Regions from separate parts of the Mus musculus genome. Here region 1 is linked to region 2. A link is a contact called in public Hi-C data. All regions are on one chromosome and are shown on one strand. The core of a region is the stretch at or near the end of the contact, and the rest is flanking DNA. Distances in the headings are between cores, read along the strand shown.

Region 1 (7,364 bases), core at 3,678-6,177, 94 kb after region 2:
TAAGGAACCTGTGCGGAAAGCAACTGGCTGCCAATGCCAGCTTGGCCAAGAGCACACGGATGAAGATAAAAGCAGGGAGAGCCTACCCTGTATTGCCTACTGGGAAAGGACAGAGACATGCTGGACCACATCAAAAAGCCAACACAAGACAAACAGCTGAGACTGAGACTCTCTGGCCCAGTTGTGTCAAATGAGAAGCACTACACAAGAGAGTGGAAAAGAGGCCATGGCCAGGTCAGTGTCCCCACCAACAAACAGGGCACACGGAAACTATCACCCCGAAGTGGAGTGTGGCCAGCAAGAAGGAGTGTGCTTTTCCATTGGGAAAGGCAATGGAAATCTGGAGGTTGTATGAGCTGTGACACCATGATGCTCTGGATGTGTTGAGGAAGGACACAGCTCAGCTCTAAAGGAGTGTGCGTCCAGTGTCATAGACTGTATCATGTGAGCTAGAGACTGGAATGGTCCCAGCTGTGATCTCACATGCTTCCAGAGGTTGAAAGACTCTCACAGTCAGTGTCTGACAGCGTAGCAGTGAGATGCTGTCCTGAAAATGAAAGGGAAAGGAAATCCAAGGAGATGGATGTAGCACCAAGGGACCGGTGTGGTTTCCTCCAACTCCAGGGATACTTTGTACAGGTTCTGTAATGAATGATGCATAGCAGGCCCTTGGGTGCAAGCCCAGGATGCAGGACTTGAAAAAATCCTATAAAACTATGTTGGGCTCTTCAAGGGGACATTTCCCCAACTCTGGTGAAATACGATGAAAAACACAACATATTCTGAAACGTTTGACTAAAATGTACAGAAGAAATTATTAAGATGAATAATTTAGTGAAGTGCTAATGCATAATGTGTTGATAGGTAGGAGACTATAACTGATTTTCACATTCTCATCAAGACCATGAAGAAATAGGTGAGAAATGGATAATCAGATAGGATAAGCCTCCATCTGCCTAGATATAAATAGGGTAAACTAATTGATTTCTTGATTGCCTGCACAAAACTCTCTGTGCACACATCTAGCACCGATGGCGTATTTCCAAACTAAACCTACAGCTGGCGCAGATTTGACTTGGGGTCTTTTACTTAATCTCAAGGCTGTTTTTCTAGTGAAGGGTGGTAGATTCCTGAATTGATTGTGTCTGGAATCCCCTCTTTGTCCAATCGAATCAGTCACAATTCCCTTTGTTTCTCCACTGTCAGTGGTAATGCAAAAGCAATGGCAGGGAGAAAAGCTAAGTCCAGGCCAGGATTCTCTATAAACCATGAATTACCCATGATCTCACTCCATGACTGTTGTGACAGTGTTCATCACTGGTATACAGTCCAGGATTTGGTTAGCCCTGGGCTGTCAGGTAGGGTGAAGCATATACACAGCTGGATTCCCTGAGGTGTCTATCCATCTTCCGTTATTACGTAAACACTGCTTTTAAAGCTCCAAACGGAAGCCTTGGCTGAGGGAAAAGCTGTTTAAGACATCTGCATTCTGGTGTGTGCTTAGCCAGGAAAAAGAAGAAATTATATGCACATCACCCCTCACCGCCTCTGTCGGCATAATTTACTGTCATAATAACTAAGAACTGAGATGCATAATAGTTCAACTGGCTGAGAAATTAAATTACTTGCCCTAAGAGAACTCAGGTCCAGTTCTTATTGCTGTGGCTTTGATTTCTGGAATTAAATTTAGGCGGACCTGAATTCACTTATCTATTTGGACACTATTTAAAGCAGAAGCACACAATTGTGTTTTAATGAGGCTGCATCTTCTCCGAGAATCTTGAACGTGTCCCTCTTACGACTTCTAATTGGAGCTTTTAGGGCTAACAGGAAGCATTAGCAGGCGGGAAAGATGTTTTTCTGCCACCAGCTGAAAGGCCAGTTAGTTTCTTCTGTGATGTAAGAAAGGTGAGATGGGTGTGTAAAGCTGAGCACAGCAACAGAAAACAGAAGGGCGGGGAGAAGTCTGTGAAAATGTGAGGCAGAGCCATTTCTTCACAAGCCGGGCAAGAAACAGTCACAGAAAGATGATAAGATGGCAGAACACTCTCATCCCATCCCCCAACTGCAAAGGCCGTCAGCTTACATATTACCAATGCTTTCTCTAGGTTTTAAAGTGAGAAATACTAAGAAATACTAAGGAAACAGGAGCTCCTGGCCATCCTAAGAGTATCTGAGTGCAGTGAGGAGGTGCAGTGAGTCACCAGTGACACAGTGAAAGGTTGTACTTTGCTGGAGGATAAAGGCTACCATGAAGGTGGATCGCCATTTCCCACGAGGCTGAACCTGACATAATTGCATATGATGCTGCCACCTGGGAGTCTCCTTAGGCAGCAGGATTCACACACCAGCTTTCATTCCTTGTTTTGAAAGTCAAGCAAAGTGTTTTGCCATTTGCATTCTCTGACATTCCATGTACGGCCAAAGGCTGGAGTAAAAAGATCAGTGGCTGTGGGGTGGAGGCTCAGGGAGGAGTGAACTCACAGTTCATTGAGGGTCCTTTGGTCTGTGAAGCTATTCTGCATGATAGGATAGTGGGGGCCACATGTATTCCTCTGTTGGGCACAATGGTAGGGGTTTGAAGTCACGAAGTAAGGGATAATTGAATGTGTTGGTACCTCCTGCCCAATTAAATGAATAAAGGACCTTTAGAAGTTTTATTTGTTGTTTCACAGCCTGTAAACATTTAGTTTGTTTTTCTTTCTTCCTGCTATCATAGAAACCGGAGAAAAGAAATGGCAGAGAGATGTTCTGATATTCATGGGTACGAGAATGCGATCTACTATCTGGCCTCCACTTCAGCAGTGATAAAAATAACCAAAAGCCAGTTCCCAACATGTTGTGACCAATAAGAGGCCAGAGGAGCATGACTGAAAAAAGATGGGGCTCAGACCTATGCATGCCGATGTACGGGAAGAAGAGGAAGACAGAAGCGTCTGTGAGAGATTCCCAGAATCAAAGTGAGAGACACAGAGAAAATACAGCCATGAAGACAGAAACAACAAACAAACAAACAAACAAACAAACGCCAATGCACCAATAACACAAGAAAACAACCTGAGATGAACAGATGTTTTCCCCTTCGTTGGATTCAGAGTTCTCCAACTGAGTAAGTCAGTGTGTTCCAAAGAAAAGCAATGTCTGAGATCATTGTTGTTACTTGCAGAGAACATGAAGAAACACGGAAGAAGGTAAGCTTGTTTTCTGTGGTCCCCAGGAAATCGTCAACAAAGGACAGCCCAAGGAAGGTGAAGTCAAGAACACTCCCATTCCAAAAGTAAACACACAAGGTCACTCTTAGCCTATTTCTTTACTCATTTGTTTATACTGGTTTGAGAGAAGGTTCCGGTCAGCAGCCTAAGATGACCTTGATATCATTAGGAACCTTTTGCCTCGGCCTCCTAAATGGTGTCCTTACTGACATGAACCATGTCCCACTCACTTACAGAAACAATGAATATAGGCAAATGTTCAAGCAGATGAATTCAGGAGTTGTAGGATCTGGTGAGAAGAAACCTGGATTGCAGGAGAGGGTGGCTGGTAAGGGTAGGTGTTCTGATTTAGACTATCAGGTCATTTTTGGTTTTAAAAATTAGGCAAAGCTGTAGAGTTGTGTTATGAGTTCTTTGTTAATGCACACCCCTTTTTCAGAAAAAAAAAAAGACTTGAAGTAGATTTTCCTAATGTAACAAACAACTTTTCTTATAAATACTTGTGGGTTGATCTGGCATAAAAACTCTCAGTAGCAAAACTGCCATTTGAGGGCCTGCAATTTGCAAACATATTCCCTCTTCCAAGAACCCTATTACAAGTACAATAAAGGTAATTATAACAAAAGAAAGCAAAAACACGGCTATGACTTTTCATATCTATAGTACCTTTTGTCATGGCATCACTGAATCAGGTTGAACGAGGCAAATTATCCTCTACACTGATTACTTCATCAATTCAGATCTACATACACAAAAAGTCTTCTTTTGACTATAGACTTAAAATGTAGTTCCTATTTTATTCTACAATACTGTGATGACACTCTGAATTACCTGGTCAAACACCGTCTAAAAAACTATCTAGTGGAAAATCCAGAAACAATTCATAACCTTTAAGTAATTCTTAGTACACTATCGTTATGATCACTCCATCTTTTTCATGATCTGTTGATAATCTGTCAATGACCTCTTTCTGTGGATGAGTGCACACTCTACAGAAGGAAAGCAACAAAAAGTATATACACAATGTAGTGATGACAGAACCCTATAGGCCGTATCTCCTGCAGATAGGGGAGTAGTTGCCTTGGTGACACATGCTAGCTAGCAAGGCATATCAAATTTTCAGTTAGAAGTTTTCCAAAACAAAATCCGATGTATGTTTCCCTTGGGAAGAAAGCATAAACTCCTTGTAGCAGATACTGTGTAAGTTACCCAAGGTCATTCTCAAGTCCTTCCTCCCCTCCCTTGACAGGAGATGGATAAGAACCAAATAGCCCATTAGTCCACATTGCTGCATCCCTTGCAGCTAGAAGGCCTTGCAACCGGCAATTTCTAAACAACCAGAAGCCAGGCTACATGCCTGTACTTCATGGAGAAGTCACATCCAGATGAAAAGGTAGCCCCTGTGTCTTTGTTTCTTTGCCTTGTTACTCCTAGCTTCTGTGACCACCCGAAAGGCAGAAGCCCCTGCCAGCTACGAGCGGATGGCATTAGATTTATCAAAGTGGACCATCAGTTAAGCACAGCTCACTGGAAAGACTCTGAACCAATCCTGGCGATTTTTGACATTTGCAGCTAAAGTATTCCTTGCTGAGGAAGGATCTCAAACCCAGCTGGAGCCTTAACTTAAAGACTGAGACATCAAAACTGCATGACTCAGGCAATTAAGAGTGAGCTGCCGGTCCCAACCTTGGTTTGAAATTGGACTGAGTCGTCATCACACATTTAGTAATGCCTATTCTGGGTGAGAGAGTCTCTACTAATGGCTCAGTGAGCAACAGGGGACTTGCATAACACTCGCTTCAGAAATTCCAAGGAGAAAGTGACTGGCACAGGCCAGAGGCCACTGGGCAGTTGGGATGAGTCAGGAATATGCATTCATTATGCAATTGGGAACAATATGCAAATAACGATGATCCCAACAAAAGTTCACAGGGACACTGAGTTTTAATGGAGAGGAAAGACAGAAGGAAACCAGGGCTTTTTCCTTAGTGGTTAAATGTGGATGTAAATGAGATCTAGGCAGGTTCAATGTAAATTAATGAATAAATAGGCAATGCAGCCATTCATCCAACCTTGAATGCCTCCATTAGACTATACTCTTTGCCATTCAGTAGTTATGGCATCTTCTGACTTGCTCAGGGTCACTCATGGACACTGCACTTGAAATTCTCTCATGGTCTCCAGAACACACATCCTACCTGCTCATTAGCATATTAATACTTCACATACCCAGAGACGTTTTTTACTTGTTTGATCTTGCTAATGGAGTGGACAACAGGCAGGAAGGACTGGAAGTTCAAAGGTTGGACACTGCATGGGGTGTCGGGTAGGTCTATGTGGTGTACAGATATACATGCAGGTAAAATACAAAAACCAAAAACACCCCAACCATAAAATATTTTTGAAAAAAAAAACCTCTGTTGTTAGGAAGGATCTGTTATATAAAAAATAAACCATGAAAAACAGTTTAGACAAATCTGTGAACTTAGTACTTCCTGGTATCAATTTTTCTTTTTTTATTAATTTTGTGGGTGAGAGGGTATCAGTGTGTTCTGCAGAGCAGCAGTTTTAGAGATGTACAGACATATTTAGTTAGTATGCTCTTAACTGAACTTTTCTTTAAAATATTTCAGCATCATAAAAAAGTGTGGTAGAATGATATTCTGGCAAGGCTTCTAAATCTGGACTATAATTACAGTAAAAGACTAAAGTGCTTTTCTTCCCCCCAAGGCTATCTTGGAAGTAAGAAAAGTGATATATAATATAAAGTACATTGTCCTGACAGCTTTATGATCCGTGCAGGATTAAGTAGAAGCACCTGCAGTGAGAAAGAAAAAAAAGTCCTAGAACCATTCTAAATTCTTGATGTGAGAAAACAAAATCCTGGTTCATCAGAGGCTATGCCAGAAACCTCTGAAGGAACAAATTCCTGAAGATCAGGGTCTTGGTGAGTATGGGTGACCGACCGTGTGCAGATTGCAAATGGAGATCAGGGAATCCATGATCTCTATCCATTTGGACAATAGGCTTCATACTAAGTTTGGGGGCATGTTCAAAATCTGGGGGACATTGCGAGAAACAAATCAGAGAATGTCTCTGCCCTCCTGGTACGCACATCCTATAGACCAAAAAAGACTACGAACTGAAGAAATGGTGGTCTACTGGCACAGTCCAAGGTGATGAGCACAAAAGGGGAACTGAACTCAGGAACACTATCTAGGACAGGCAGGGATGACTAAGGGATGAGCATTTGGACTGTCCAAAGCTGTGCTATGGCCTGCGTGAGAGGCATTTCCCAAACACTCGTGTATGGAACCCTTGGTTCCTAGGTGGTAGCACTGTTTCAGGAGGCCGAGAAGCCTTAAGATTCCACCTCACACCAGTCAGAATGGCTAGGATAAAAAATTCAGGTGACAGCAGATGCTGTCTAGGATGTGGAGAAAGAGGAACACTCCTCCATTGCTGGTGGGATTGCAAGCTTGTACAACCACTCTGGAAATCAGTCTGGTGGTTCCTCAGAAAACTGGACATAGTACTACCAGAAGATCCAGCAATACCTCTCCTGGGCATATACCCAGAAGATATTCCAACCAGTAAGAAGAACACATGCTCCACTATGTTCATAGCAGCCTTGTTTATAATAGCCAGAAGCTGGAAAGAACCCAGATGTCCCTCAACAGAGGAATGGATACAGAAAATGTGGTACATTTACATAATGGAGTACTACTCAGCTATTAAAAACAATAAATTTATGAAATTGTTAGGCAAATGGATGTATCCGGAGGATATCATCCTGAGTAAGGTAACACAATCATAAAAGAAGTCACTTGATATGCACTCAATGATAAGTGGATATTAGCCCAGAAACCTAGAATATCCAAGATACAATTTCCAAAAACACAAGAAAATCAAGAAGGAAGACCAACGCATGGATACTTTATTCCTCCCTAGAATAGGGAACAAAATACCCATGGAAGGAGTTGTACAGACAAAGTTTGGAGCTAAGATGAAAGGATGGACCATCTAGAGACTGCCCCACCTGGGGGTCCATCCCATAATCAGCCACCAAACCCAGACACTATTGCATATGCCAGCAAGATTTTGCTGAAAGGACCCTGGTATAGCTGTCTCTTATGATACTATGCCAGTGCC
Region 2 (6,427 bases), core at 779-3,278:
AAGATCTAGGCAGGCATTTTGGTTTTATTCCCAGTAGTCCTTCTCAGTTTTGACACAGGACAAGCCACGAGGTGCCACGTATTTCATCTGGCCAGACGCAATCTCGGGGAGAGGCAGTTTATTTTTGCCTACCAGTTTTTGATGGCGGACTTCAAATCCTGAATCATGTCCGAATTCTGCATCCATCTTCACTTCCGAGATCTCTTCCGTCTTGATGTTTGTCAGCCCAGAACCTGCGTCAAACACAAAGTATGCAGGGCCATCCGTTAGTGTGACCGCCAGCCACAAGGAGGCAAAAACTGCCTTAAAGTTCTCTCTTGGCCAGAGCTTTTAGGAAAAACGGATTTAGGGATTTTTCTCAAGAAAAATGACACCCTAGATTTAAACCATTAACCACCACCTAGCAAACAAAAAGACTGAAGAACGCTGAATATGTAATGCCTGTGTGGCCAAACACATGCCATAATTAAAAGGGGAGGGAGGGAAAGGGGGGAAAAATCAATGCTGGTTAAGATGCCAGGTTAAATTGTACCTAAGAAATGTTGACTTGGTTTTAGCGGCTTGTTGTTTATTATGTGTGCACTTTTTATGGGCTGGGACTGCTTAAAGAAAAACGAAATGCACGGCTTTGGAAATGAACTTTAACGACCTGGGAGAACAAATCCATTACTTTGGAGCTTTGTTCTAATTGCAAGTAAATCATGTTCATATTTCTCTGCACGGCGGTAGCACTGTCAGTCACATAATTTGTTTAGCTCAGCATCCCAGCTCTCTAGCTGAACACGCCCCGTGGAATCGCTTCATCCGCTGACTCGAAAGGAGCACACAATGAACAGAGAGCGTCTCTGGGATCAATAGAATTCATTACCTAATTCCTCTTTCTCTATACGTGGCTGCATGGTTCTTGGACCAATTCTTACAGCGTTTCATGATTCAACTATTCATCTGAGGCTCAAAACTAAAAGGTAAAATATGTTTTAGAAATGGAAGTGAAGACAGACAGAAGGGATGTCCGTTTGCATCAGTTGTCGTGTTTTCTGAAGTGATCCTACTGAAGTAGAATCTGAGGCTATGAAGGAAGGGCTTTTAGAGCCACCTCCTCCATGATGTTTCCAATGGAGGCAGGTTCTTAGCACCTACGTGAATTCAAAGGTAGAGGTCAGTTTGCATACCAGAGAGAATGATTTTGTTTCCTACAGATTACTGCAACACGGTCTCCCTGTAACCTACACCGCAGGGCCTGGTCCTATTTCGAGTGAGCCAGGCATCTATCTGTGACACCAGGTAGGTTTGAGCACGTGTGTCAGACATTAAAGGCAAGGCAGTGAGGATTCCTTTCTCTGGCTACACATTGTGAATTCCCGCAACTCCTGTGGGAACTCATTGCCTCTTCTGGGTCTAATGGCTCTTCCAATCTTGTCCATCAAGTATTGGAAAACTTGTCAACCCCCTGCTGACCCTGAAAAGCACAAGGTCATAAGCACTGAGAAAGCCCGTCAGCCAGTCAGCATGGCTTCTGCTGAGAGTGAGTATAATTGACAGACCTGGGCAGTCCATGCTGGGTGTGACTCATCACCACCTCTTGTCTAACTGCCCACAACGCTTCCCTTGGACAACCCACCGTAAACCAGGCTCATGATGAATGCCAATCTGCTCACAGTACAATGCTGCTCTCCCTCGCTTCTGCCTCTGGATCACACTTCCCCATTTCCTTCTAGCTGGGCCTTCCTACTCTTCTGTTCTAACTCTCACAATGACTAGCCACTGTTGTTCAAGTTCCTCTTCATGTGTTCTTAGCCTGGGTTGTAGGGAACTGTACTTGTCTACATATGTGAGTATACAACACACATTTATTATTAATAATGATTTCAAAAAACCAGAACTTTGTTCTTTTGTTCTCCGGAGCAGGGGATGATATGGTATCTATGTAAGTAGAACATGGCAGAACTGATGCCTTATAAAAGGCACCAAAGCTTCTTTCTTATTCCCTCTATTGTACTTCTTGGTGTGTGGGAAGCCAGCTGCCATGGGAAGGTACCGAAGGCTCCTGACAGCAGCCAAGAGAGTGCTTGATCTCTGTCAGCTCTAGCCAGACCTTCAGGAGACCACAGCTTTGGCAGTGTCTTCATTGTGATTTCATGAAAGAGCCTGAGCCAGAACCAGCCAGCTCTGCCCTATGCTAAAATGCTGGCTGGCTGAAACTGCTGTAAGGAGCTAAACGCTTGCTCTATGAAGCTGCTAAGTTCTGGGGCTACTTGTTACACAGCGATAGGTGACTAGGCAACGAATACAAAGGCTTAGCGCTTTCTTTTCTCACGGTGTTCTATCTGAACTTTAATTTCCTTTCATCGGGAGATCATTTTTATTAATTTAGACAGGAAAGACACAACGAGACCTGTAAGTCCCCTTTCTGTTTCATCTCATTAGCTCTGCTTGTTTTCATTCGACAGCCCTTGTCCTTGGATACTACTTGAAGAACTGCAACCTTCTATTTTTACATTACTTAAAAAAATTACCTTTATTTTTTTCATATTATAACTCACTCTGTTCTCTGTACTTCCTGACACTATTTTTTTTTCTAATGTGGCAGTGACATGAATGCTCTTTAAATCACCCCGGTTGCTTATTTTCATCTTCCTCCAAACCTTTATAAAACCTGACCTACTTCCTCGTTAGATCAACAGTGATTTCTTTCTAATGCAGCCTTCCCTCACCACATGCGAGTAGTAACACGGCAGTTAAAGTTACTTCTGAGATTTTAGTGAAAACTTGTAAGTAGTCTTCCCTTTTATATCAGGGGGTGGGGGAGGCAGAGAGCACAGCATTGCGATGAATATGTCAATTATTACGTCCCCATTTAAAACCGTATAAGCTCCTGGTATGGTGGAGAGGACACTGACAGTGTATCTGATGACAGAAAAAGGCAAAAAAAAAAAATCAAATTCACGTCACATGCTAGCACGACTGGCAATGTTCACAGTTCAGTAGTGTAAGACTCAGCAGAAAGAGTCCCTCTTTCACTGCTGTTCAGCACGTAATGGCATTTAGAAGATGTTCTACGCACTAAGCAATATTATTACAGAGAGATTAACAAAACAATAGAACAATGAAATAAATCAATAGGAAAATATCTCTTGGGGTCACGAAACTAGATTGTTAGGCCTGGAGAAGGATGGGACAGGGAATAATGGCGGGGTAGCTTAACACACCAAGTGAAGAGACTGCTGATGTGTTTTCTTATTGTCTGCAAGAGTCCAGTTTTTGCTTGGAAACATTCCAGGAAGAGTGAGTAGCTGGGATTGTCACTGTGTCTAAAAATCGGCATCATTATTGCTGTGGCTTGTGGGTGACACTATCTTCTAAAAGTTACAATATCCTGGTTTTTCAGATAAGAAAGAAAATCATTCTCTTCATCATGGTGATGTGAAACAGGGCATAGAAAGGACTAAGCCAAAACTCACACCCTTGATTTCTTTGTTTCTGAGTGACAAGAAAGATTATTAAAGAGCAATGGTGGAGGGCAATCCTGGGAAGGGCATCTAAGACCGGAAAAGTCTACAGATGCAATGTGGCAGAGTCCAGAGTGTGGATTCCTAACAGGTGGCTGTAGAGTTATTGGAACAGGTGCACAGCGTAGGAAGGTATCAGTCTGAATATGCGGCAGACTCATTGCCAACACAGAAGTACAGATGATAGAGCCTACACAACTCCTCAGACACGGTGAGCAAATTCCATGCTCATAATTGCAGCTTAGCTGGCTTCCGCATGCCTGGTGTATACCATCTTCCTCTTCGGTGGCTATCTTTGGAAGGATGTGGATATATGGATACAGGTCTTACAAGGACAAGCCCAGGACAGTTTCTAATCTAACTGATTTCCTCCTCGCCCTCCCCTGGGCCTTAAATCTCCCACTCCCCTCTCTCTGTGGAAAGCTCCTTTCCAGAGAGTTCCCTGGATAACATGCTCTGTCACCAAACGTCTTTGTGTGTCCTCATATATTCCTGTCCTCCCATCTTTCTCTAAATTCAAAGTGAGTTGTTTTTGATTACATCTCAGGCCCCCGGGAGCAAGAACCTTATCATTTATTCTTTTTGAGTATTCACAGAATTTACAACATTGATGTCTCATGGGATAATACTGTTGTTATTGTAGGCTTTCCCTGTTCTGTAGAACGCCATTAGTTTCTTTTCTCAAAACAGATGACTTTTTTTTGCCAGTGTATGAAAATGCCTTTTACATGTTCAGTTTACATAAACAGAGTGAGAAGATGAGCTGGTTGACTGTGTGAGTGCTGGATTATTTGAACAGGAACAAGTACATCCTTATATAATAGAGGAATGTAATAAAATCGGCTGGATGTACGCCTCAATATTACATTTTATGTTTATAGATAAAAAATAGGTCATCTTTAAAAAAATAAAACGAGTAGCGTGCTATTTTAAAAAGTCTAGGAGACCAGCTTGAGCTGGTTGTAGCTGTGGTGAGGACTCACTGGACTTACTGGCCCTGCCTTGGGCTTCACTGGCTGGCAGAACAGCATGGGAAGGTCAACTGCTGGTTCCCTGGACATTTACTTAGTGACACTGTCATTAAAGAGGACATGAGAGAGCCCAAAGAGTGTACAACTTATATAACTCAAGGTTCTTTTAAAAGCACTTCAGACAAGACGTTCGTCAGATCAATGAGGTCAGCTGTCCTCCGACGTATCACTCTGCAATTTCTGCTCAGGTGCTGAACCACATCATGGGATCAGTGTGATGCCAGAAGGACTCTCAAAGTCTTTCCCTAGGACCATGGCTGGCAGCAGCCAAGGCTAGAGATTTGAATGGCAAGAAGAGGGGCGTGGCCATATCTGGTCTTACTGGGGATACCTCTGAACCAGGAAGCAAAACTACCTCCCTTTAGTGATGTCCCCAAGGGATGTTAACATTGCTCTTGAGTATCTCATGGGATCTGGGCATAAAGAAAGTAAACGTGGGAAGGTATGTGCTATTTGGAAGAAAATCTCTCCACAATACACAGATCTTCCAATTCATTGACTTTCCCCTCTCTGATTCACTTTGTCGGTCACTATCAGTGGGGTGAGGCTGTGCAAGGAGTAGACACAAGCGGGTTCTATGTCTCTTGCGGTGTGACATTATTCTTAAGACTTTAAGTTTAGCCGGGGGCTAAACATAGAATAGGGGGTCGAAACCCATTTCTTTTTAATCTTGGGAAACTGTATAAAAAGAAATATCTATTTTGATAGTGAAGAAATTTGTAAGACAGAAAAACAAAAGGGCTTCTCTGCAAAATTATGCATATCCATCTGTTGTGTTACTTCAGCCACTGGCTGAGCGTAAGCATAGTCAATCCACAGAGGGCACTAAGTATTTCTGGAGCTGGAGAAATACCAATAATGATATTTTAAGGAAATTGTGTCTATGTTAGTAACCAACAAAAGTCTGAGGCCACTCAAGGACCCCCATGAATACTAAACAAGAGAGGAAGGAGATGTCTTCAGCAAGAATCAATTTCCCACTGAAATCTACACCTCCCTGGGCCTCTACCGTGTGTGAGGACAGGGTCCACATCACACTCTTCATTTATTAAAAAAGGAAGAAATCAAGAAAAAGAGCCCCACATTTGAAAAGACTCTCTTTGTTTCAGAAAGAAGGCTCAGAAACAAACAAACAAACAAACAAACAAACAAACACTAGATCACGTAGGAACTTGGGAAATGAGGCATAAGGAGAAGCCAAGACTCTGAAATCATGCTTGGTGCCTACAGTCGTTTTAAATTCTATCCCGTAACACGTGCAACCCAGAGAGGCATGTTTGCTGAAGCGCACAGTGCTGAGAGCAGAGGCGAAATGGGGCGAGTCAGATACCTGGTCGAGTGGTCAGTCCTCGGTCAGCAGCGGGGCGGGCGTCAACAGGCTCGACTGGTGCAGGAAGCAAGAGACAGAGAGCAAAGGAGACAAATCAGGATGGTTAAGTCGTGGCTTCTGAACACAGAGCAAGGGAAAGCATTTGCAATAAACAAGTCATGAAAAAGGAGCAGCTGGGAAAAAAAAGAACCTTTGTGAGCTAATCCTGGGCATCAAGGATGGGGAGGGGTACCACTTCCAAAGGCTTAGCGCCCCTGACGTGCCAACGTGTCTCCTTAGTGTGGTCATAGAGCACTCACCAGGATGTACAATAGGATCAAAGACGGAGGCTGGGGAAGGTAGACTTTCCTCTGGGCTAGGTTAGAGATGGTTTCTTGGCTTTTGATTAGAAATAAAATAGATTATGCCCAGCCCAGCAGTAAACTTAAAAGCTACCTCCTCCTACAGCTACTCAATCTTATCTTCTTTTACAGTTAATTAACTACTAAGGGATTATTCAATTGCCAGGGGAAATGCAAATATGAGTTTATCGGAAGAGCAACGCTTTTTGCCATTTA

Evidence for each region. Hi-C and Micro-C count contacts between places; a contact is called where the count stands out from the background.
Region 1: a Hi-C map of bone marrow-derived macrophages shows a contact between it and region 2, with 2.3 times the contacts expected there. The contact joins two enhancer-like sites. A contact is called at or near these places in 7 of 484 Hi-C or Micro-C datasets (CD8 T cells, the N1E-115 cell line, bone marrow-derived macrophages and 3 more), 1 of 115 datasets of contacts at active chromatin or transcription factors (microglia) and 2 of 9 other capture datasets (adipose tissue and liver).

What each region holds. Positions count from the first base shown.
Region 1 is chr16:85,056,919-85,064,282 of GRCm38.p6, forward strand. The region is part of intron 5 of App (amyloid beta (A4) precursor protein); the gene reads right to left. Among named protein-coding and RNA genes, the nearest start is that of Gm10791, 88 kb to the left of the region's middle. Within about 2 kb of position 4,928, at least 20 of the 459 cell types and tissues checked have an H3K27ac peak or open chromatin away from gene starts, as enhancers often do. A contact at or near this core is called in adipose tissue and bone marrow-derived macrophages, where this site is marked.
Region 2 is chr16:84,965,538-84,971,964 of GRCm38.p6, forward strand. It overlaps App (amyloid beta (A4) precursor protein), which reads right to left. Exons shown (of 18, transcript NM_001198823.1): 15 at 5,871-5,924; 16 at 133-233. Among named protein-coding and RNA genes, the nearest start is that of Gm10791, 3.5 kb to the right of the region's middle. Within about 2 kb of position 2,029, at least 57 of the 459 cell types and tissues checked have an H3K27ac peak or open chromatin away from gene starts, as enhancers often do. A contact at or near this core is called in adipose tissue and bone marrow-derived macrophages, where this site is marked.